Linked DNA regions of Mus musculus: region 1 is linked to region 2. The links are chromatin contacts, called in public HiChIP or PLAC-seq maps. All regions are on one chromosome and are shown on one strand. The core of a region is the stretch at or near the end of the contact, and the rest is flanking DNA. Distances in the headings are between cores, read along the strand shown. Region 1 has its middle 27 kb from the start of Utrn. Region 2 overlaps Utrn (utrophin).

The links. HiChIP or PLAC-seq counts read pairs in DNA pulled down with a chosen protein or histone mark.
Region 1: a BATF HiChIP or PLAC-seq map of CD8 T cells shows a contact between it and region 2, with 6 read pairs. The contact joins two enhancer-like sites. A contact is called at or near these places in 1 of 15 datasets of contacts at CTCF or cohesin (the NIH/3T3 cell line), 13 of 484 Hi-C or Micro-C datasets (CD4 T cells, CD8 T cells, CD8 central memory T cells and 6 more), 12 of 115 datasets of contacts at active chromatin or transcription factors (CD8 T cells, the HPC-7 cell line, bone marrow-derived macrophages and 7 more) and 2 of 9 other capture datasets (adipose tissue and liver).

What each region holds. Positions count from the first base shown.
Region 1 is chr10:12,886,679-12,890,098 of GRCm38.p6, forward strand. No RefSeq gene overlaps it. Among named protein-coding and RNA genes, the nearest start is that of Utrn, 27 kb to the left of the region's middle. Within about 2 kb of position 1,908, at least 58 of the 459 cell types and tissues checked have an H3K27ac peak or open chromatin away from gene starts, as enhancers often do. A contact at or near this core is called in CD8 T cells, CD8 central memory T cells, Th17 cells and 6 more, where this site is marked.
Region 2 is chr10:12,804,738-12,807,948 of GRCm38.p6, forward strand. All of the region lies in intron 1 of Utrn (utrophin), which reads right to left. Among named protein-coding and RNA genes, the nearest start is that of Utrn, 55 kb to the right of the region's middle. Within about 2 kb of position 1,329, at least 48 of the 459 cell types and tissues checked have an H3K27ac peak or open chromatin away from gene starts, as enhancers often do. A contact at or near this core is called in CD8 T cells, CD8 central memory T cells, Th17 cells and 6 more, where this site is marked.

The sequences.
Region 1 (3,420 bases), core at 658-3,157, 83 kb after region 2:
TCCTCAGCTCTCCTTCTCCTCTGACACAGCTCAGGTCCTGCCTGCAATTAAGATGGGTGTTCACACATCAGTTAACTAGTAAGATGACCCCACCGTGCCTGTAAGCACATCTCTCAGGTGATTCTAGAAAGTGTCAGGCTGTCAAGCTCACTGTTGAAGTTAACCACTCAGTCTCAGAAGAAACTACCTGATCATAGTCAATGTATTCCCCCAGCACAGGGCACACTGAAGAATAGTGTGGTCTGGCCTGGAGGTGTGGGTGGGAATGTCAACCTAGCCTTAGGAAGCATCCCTGGTTACCTTTCACCAACCATCCCCACATCCTTATTCTTCTCCCTCATATCACTGTGGGATTTTCCCCATGCCCCCGTGGATTGCAAACCTTAATTCTTTCTCCTGTTTATTTCCTTTATTTTTTTTTAATTTTTTATTTTTTATTTAGACTTCTATACCAGCATTAAACACTTGATATATTCACCAAATACTTGTCAGGAGAGAGGAACACAAACAAGTGGAGGAGTAAGGGGATGTGGTCGGGTCAGCTGAAGAAGTGACTAGGAGCCAGGATCTGGAGGGGCTCTGGACCTGACAGATTCCTTCTGGGACAAACCTCCAAAGGTTGGTTGTTAATGGAAAAATATCCTGGAGGTATGCATAAAGTATGGAGTTGTGCCTTCAGGCAGATTTAAACAATACTCTAGCCCCTGCCTGCCTCCCAACATTACCCCAACCCTGAGAGGAACGGCACTACCTTCATCAGGACTTAAGTCTGAAAAGCCTATCCTGCCTCTGGCCTTCATGTCTTCCAATGCTACCCACTGCCCTGCTTCAATGAACAGAGAATCTTCCTTATTTTGAAGATTTATTTTCATTGCTTTTACATATTTGTATGTATCTTAGTTAACTTTCTATTGCTATGACAAAATGCCATGACCAAGGCAACTTATAAAAGAAAGTGGTTAACTTGGAGTTCACTGTTCTAGAGGGTTTGACTGTAACTATCATGGTAGGGAACACAGTCCTGGGGCAAGAACTGAGAGCTTACATTTGATCCAAAAGCATGAGGCAGAGAGAGCTAACTGGGAATGGCTTTTGAAAACTCAAAGCCTGGCCCTTAGTAACATACCTCTTCCAACAAGGTGACACTTAACCCTCCCTAAACAGTTCCAACAACTGGGGACCAAGCATTCAAAGTTAAGAACCTAGGACGGCCATTCTTATTCAAGCACTCAAGCTGGAGCTCAGGCTGCAGGCACACAAACACTAGGAACTGAACTCAGATCCTCTGGAAGTGCAGCAAGCACTCTTACCTACTGGGCCAGCTTCCAAGCCAAGGGCTAACAGTGGTTTGAAGTAATGAGAATTCTTGAACAATATCTAGGCCATACACTGCCTCCCCTGCCCTTCTCTGCTTGATCTCAGTAGCTACAGCATAGCCTCAGTCATGGGAGGCCCTGAAAACTTCAGACAAGGAGACTTTTAAACGTTGGTTATTCTGGGACATTCCAGCCTGAAGCCAAAACTTATCACCCACCCAAGAAAGGAACTCAAATGTCCCACAGCAGGGGCTTAAAAACCTCTATAATTAGAGAGAGAGAGAGAGAGAGAGAGAGAGAGAGAGAGAGAGAGAGAGAGAGATGGAAAAAGCATACATAAACTCTGAAGGATAATCTGTCCATTCAGGAAAATTTCAAGCGTGCTCGTGGAAACATCTTTAGGATACAGACAGCAGATGAAAGGGCACAGTGGGAGTAAGCCTAAAGATTTTTAATGAATCAGGACTCGCGGGCATCAGAGTTAGCCTTAGAAGGCTTGTGGGTGTGGCTTCAGTAAGCACCGGACCGCAGGCGCACACACCCCACGTTTCCTGAGTCAGACTTTCCAGTGAGTGGGTTGAAATGACATCTTGGGTTTCACTTGGTGGCTTGGGAGTTCGCTGTAACATAACAGCTACCTCTCAGTGCTGTTTGTACACCTTATCAAGTGCCCCACAAGAGAATTTTCTAGAACGTGCAGAGGATGCTTCACTCAGTCTACGAGTTCTCGGGACTATCTTTGAAAAGCAACTAACTACCTCAAACGGAATGCTTGGTTTTTGGAAACTTGAAGCCGTTTAATTGACTGAGAGAGAACACTTGTAATGGTTGGTAATTTTAAGTCTCTGATATTCTTGCATATTCACCCCACCACCACCTTTGCCATTTTTGCCTGGGCAGGAAAAAGCCCAGGGCTAAGTGCCTTAATTTACCCCTTGGGCGCCATTCTCCATGGGTGTGAGTTATGAAAGGGTTAAAAGGCAGTGGTGGCACCCATGCCCCAACTGTGGGCCTCGCATATGTGTGAATAGATGTTGTAGCTGTACATAGGCATGGTGTAATGCCTTAAAAATTGACTGGGAGGATCAGACAGATGGTTTAGCCGGTAAAGGTGCTTGCCACCAAGCCTAACGACCAGAGTTCGATCCCCATGACCCACAGAGAGAAAAAGATCCCACCCTCATTCTCAACACGAGATTGTCTTCGCACCTATACCCTTGTGCCATAGCACACTTACCTCCTGAACAAAGAAGTAACCGCGATTTTAAAATTAAAAAACAATGTCTGTCAGGCATGGCGGTGCCTGCCTTAATCCTAGTGGTCAGCAGGTAGAAGCAGAGAGAACCCTGTGAGTTTCAAGGGCAGCCTAGTTTACATAGCAAGTTCTAGGATAGCCAAAGCTACAGAGATCTGGTTTCTGTCAGCAGCAGCATCAACAATAGCAACAATTTAAGAAGATAGTTTTCCTTTTAACTCAGTTGCAGTCCTTCTGGGACTTTTTTTTTTTTTTTAAAGATTTATTTATTTATTATTATATGTAAGTACATTCAGACACTCCAGAAGAGGGCATCAGATCTCATTATGGATGGTTGTGAGCCACCATGTGGTTGCTGGGATTTGATCTTAACTGCTGAGCCATCTCACCAGCCCCTTCTGGGACTTTCTTATAAAATAAGTCCATTTGATGCTGTTATATCTTCAGCTACTTTTTTCCCTCTTGAGATAGGGTTTCACGTAGCCCAGGCTAGTCTCAAATTTCCCATGTAGCCAAGGATGCCTGGTTTCCACACCTGGAATGCTGGACTTGCTGTGGGCACCATCATAGTTAGTTAACGAGTTGGGAATCAAACCCAGGGCCTGATATATACTTAGTAGAGCATTCCATTTAGTAAGCTAAGCACCAGTTCCCAGGGGGAAATTGGAGAAGCTGTGGGGTTTTTTTCCTTTAGAGTTAAGAATACATTTATTAATATTGACCTCACACATGATAACTAAGTGCTCTACCACTGAATTCCCCTCACCCCCTTCTGTTTTTCTGAGACAGGTTATCTCTGTGTAGCCCTGGCTGTCCTGGAACTCACTCTGTAGACCAGGCTGGCCTCAA
Region 2 (3,211 bases), core at 79-2,578:
GCTCAGCCATTAGCACACACCTTTAATCCCAAACAATGAAAGTAACGTTAGTTTTTAGAAGGAAGCACCCATGCTTGTAAGTGGTGTCTAATTGAGTGGCAGACAAAGTGTCAAATCAGAGAAAGATTTGACAGAGTAGGATATGCTCAAGTTTCACAAGAGGAAAGGGAAATGACCCGAGGGAGCAGCAGCACAGAAAAGGAGAAAGAAGGAGGCAGTTTTATCAGGACAGTTGTACAGAGACAGGTTGCAGAAAGAGAACAAACTAGACACTGATGAAGACAGAATGAGCTAGAGAATGAGAAGGAGCCAGAAGATTAGAACATATTGCCAAAGATAGTATGAGGCCAGGCAGGGCCATTCAGAATAGGCTGAGAGAGAAGCCAGATTGGACCAGTCAGTTGAAGAGGAGTTTTGAGCCAGAACAGCTGAGTTGAATCAGCCAGCCAGAGCTCAGAAAGAATAAGAAAGGGTGAGCCTCTGCCTCGGGAGGCAGAGGCAGGCGGATTTTTGAGTTCAAGGCCAGTCTGGTCTACAAAGTGAGTTCCAGGACAGCCAGGGCTATACAGAGAAACCCTGTCTCGCAAAAACAAAAACAAAAACAAACAAAAAAAAAGGGTGAGCCTATTCAGCCGTAAGTCTCAGTGGCTGAAAACACTCTAGGCCTAGATTAGATTGTATGGAGACTAGAAGCTTCCAGAACTAGGCCTAGGTTAGCAGACTGAGGTGATAAGCCAAGGAGACCAGTCAACAATTGCATCAGGTTAATACAAGTTACTTTTCCAGTGGTAAACACCTGTCATCTCAGCCTTCGGATCAGAAGGTCCAGGTTGGTTTGGGCTACAAAGAAACTCAAGCTTTGGAATGCCTCTCAGTGGCTTTCAAGTGCCAGTCAAACAGCTGGAAGCCCACAGAGCAGATGAGCTCAACTCCAGCCACACTCAGGCTGGAAAACCAGGGCTGGGGTGGGGGGTGGGGGGAGTTGGTGTTTTGGTAGGACAAAATGTGAAAACATTATTTTGAGGTTGAATGGGTGTTCCAACTCAGAAAAATCAACCTGCTTCCATTAACTTACAGCCATTTCCACAAACAAGCCTTTTCACATGCTAATTATTTTTCCACTTTTAGCCTACTTGAACAGCAACATGGTGCCCTCTTGACCAGGTTGCTTAGCACTGCAGGGTTTTTTTTTCCTGTCCTCTGCAATCTGCCTGCTGGTGGGCACATCAGTACTATCAGGATGTTGATGTCAGTGACACTCACACCCACTCACTACCTTTTCACAGGACGGATCTAGACCTCAAAGCCAACACTCAAGCATGAGATGAGGCCCTACCTTACCATCACTGATGAGCCTGCTCCTCTTACTCAGGACAAACGCTTATCACTAGCTCTGTGCACTGTCTGCAAAGTGTATGCTGTGACCCTGGGCTACAAAGCAAAACAATACAACAAAACCTATTTAAAACTCCCCACACATAGGCAGCAGAAGTGCAGTTTGGTCTTCATGTGGGTCTCAAACAACTGGAGCATGGGCTATCCTAAAAGCTGTTGCCTGGGAACTGACCATAGAACAGGAACCCACCAAAAGAGATCCCAAAGACTTGAGGATAAAACAGTCTAGCCCAGGGCTGGACAGATATCTCAAAGGTCAAAAGCACCCGCTGCTCTTCCAAAAGACCTGAGTTCCATTCCCAGCACCCAAATCAGGCTTCTTATAACTACCTGTAACTTCAGCTGTGGGGGGAATCCAACACCCTTTTCTGGCCTCTAGAGACATATGGCAAAGATTCATTTAAACATAGACATATATACATAAATAAAATAAATCTTATCTTTAAAATACATATATTTAAAACACTGTAACAAGTGGTCTGGAGAGATGGCTCAGCTGTTAAGAGCACTGACTGCTCTTTCAAAGGTCCTAAGTTCAAATCCCTGCAACCACCTGGTGGCTCACAACCATCCGGAATGAGATCTGATGCCCTCTTCAGGGGTATCTGAAGACAACTACAGTGTACTTACCTACACTAAATAAATAAATAAATTTTTAAAGCCTTAAAAACAAACAAACAAACAAACAAAAAACACTATAATACTTCCACTTGGTCTTAAGACCAAGAAAACAGCAGGCACTCAATATGTGCTTAGCAGATCATTTCTTTGTTTTTTGTTGTTTTTTTTTTTCCCCAGAGCATAGCAACAGGCTAGGGATTTTTCATCATAGGACCCCAGACCAGAACTGCTCTCTGGCAGGGCATGCAAAAACACCCTGACTATACTTTTCCTGTTATACACTAGTGACTCAGAGTTAGATAATAAATACACGTTTTTTTTTTTCATTCTCACTTGCATGCTTTCAACAAGATCCCATTATTTAATCCTGACTTGCCTAGACCTCACTGTGTCCACCAGGCTGGCCTGAAACAATGCCTCCCCCTACCAAGTGCTGGCATCACAAGTGCACGCCCACCATGATGCCCAGCTGATGCATATTTACAGCCATCTTAACTAATTCAGACAACTAGCAGACACTACCAGGCATGGCTGAGTCTCTCTCTTGAGTTATCACAAAAGGGGATCAGCAAAACCACCCAGCAGCGACAAACATCAGAAAAGGGGTAAATGCCATGGACCAAGCAGAAGCTGAAAGCATGCAGATCAGAAGGCAGCAAGAAAACAGGCCAGGTCAGAAGCCAGGAGACTAACCTTGGCACTAAGTTCTCAACAAGGAGCTTGTTGTACCAACCGAGAGAAAAGGGTCAGAGCTGGGGCAGTAAGAGGAGCTGCTTTGTGGAGGGTCAGGCAAATGGCTATCTGGCAGTATTTTCACTGATGATGATGATGTGCAAAGCTAGCTGGAGGAATCTGTGCTCGGTGTCTTTCTTCCTAGCACCTTAGGGTCAGCCTCCTGTAGTATCTGAGCAACAGCACTCACTGGGCATCCATCATGCTCCTAGACTACGGTGACAGCGCTCCTTTAGTTGGAGAAATAAACCTCTCTGCAGACTAAATAAAGCTTTTTGTACAAGACACCAGAAAGCAACTAGGTCATGAGGCAGAGAACTAGAGGGGCAGCTAGGTGCCCAGGCTCTCTGCTTGCCAGCAAACAGAGATGGAGATCCTTTCTGAGCAAATGAAAGTGAACTCTAAAAACAGCAACACCACGTTGGGCACCACGCCTCGATCACATCTCCCACACAGCTCGTGT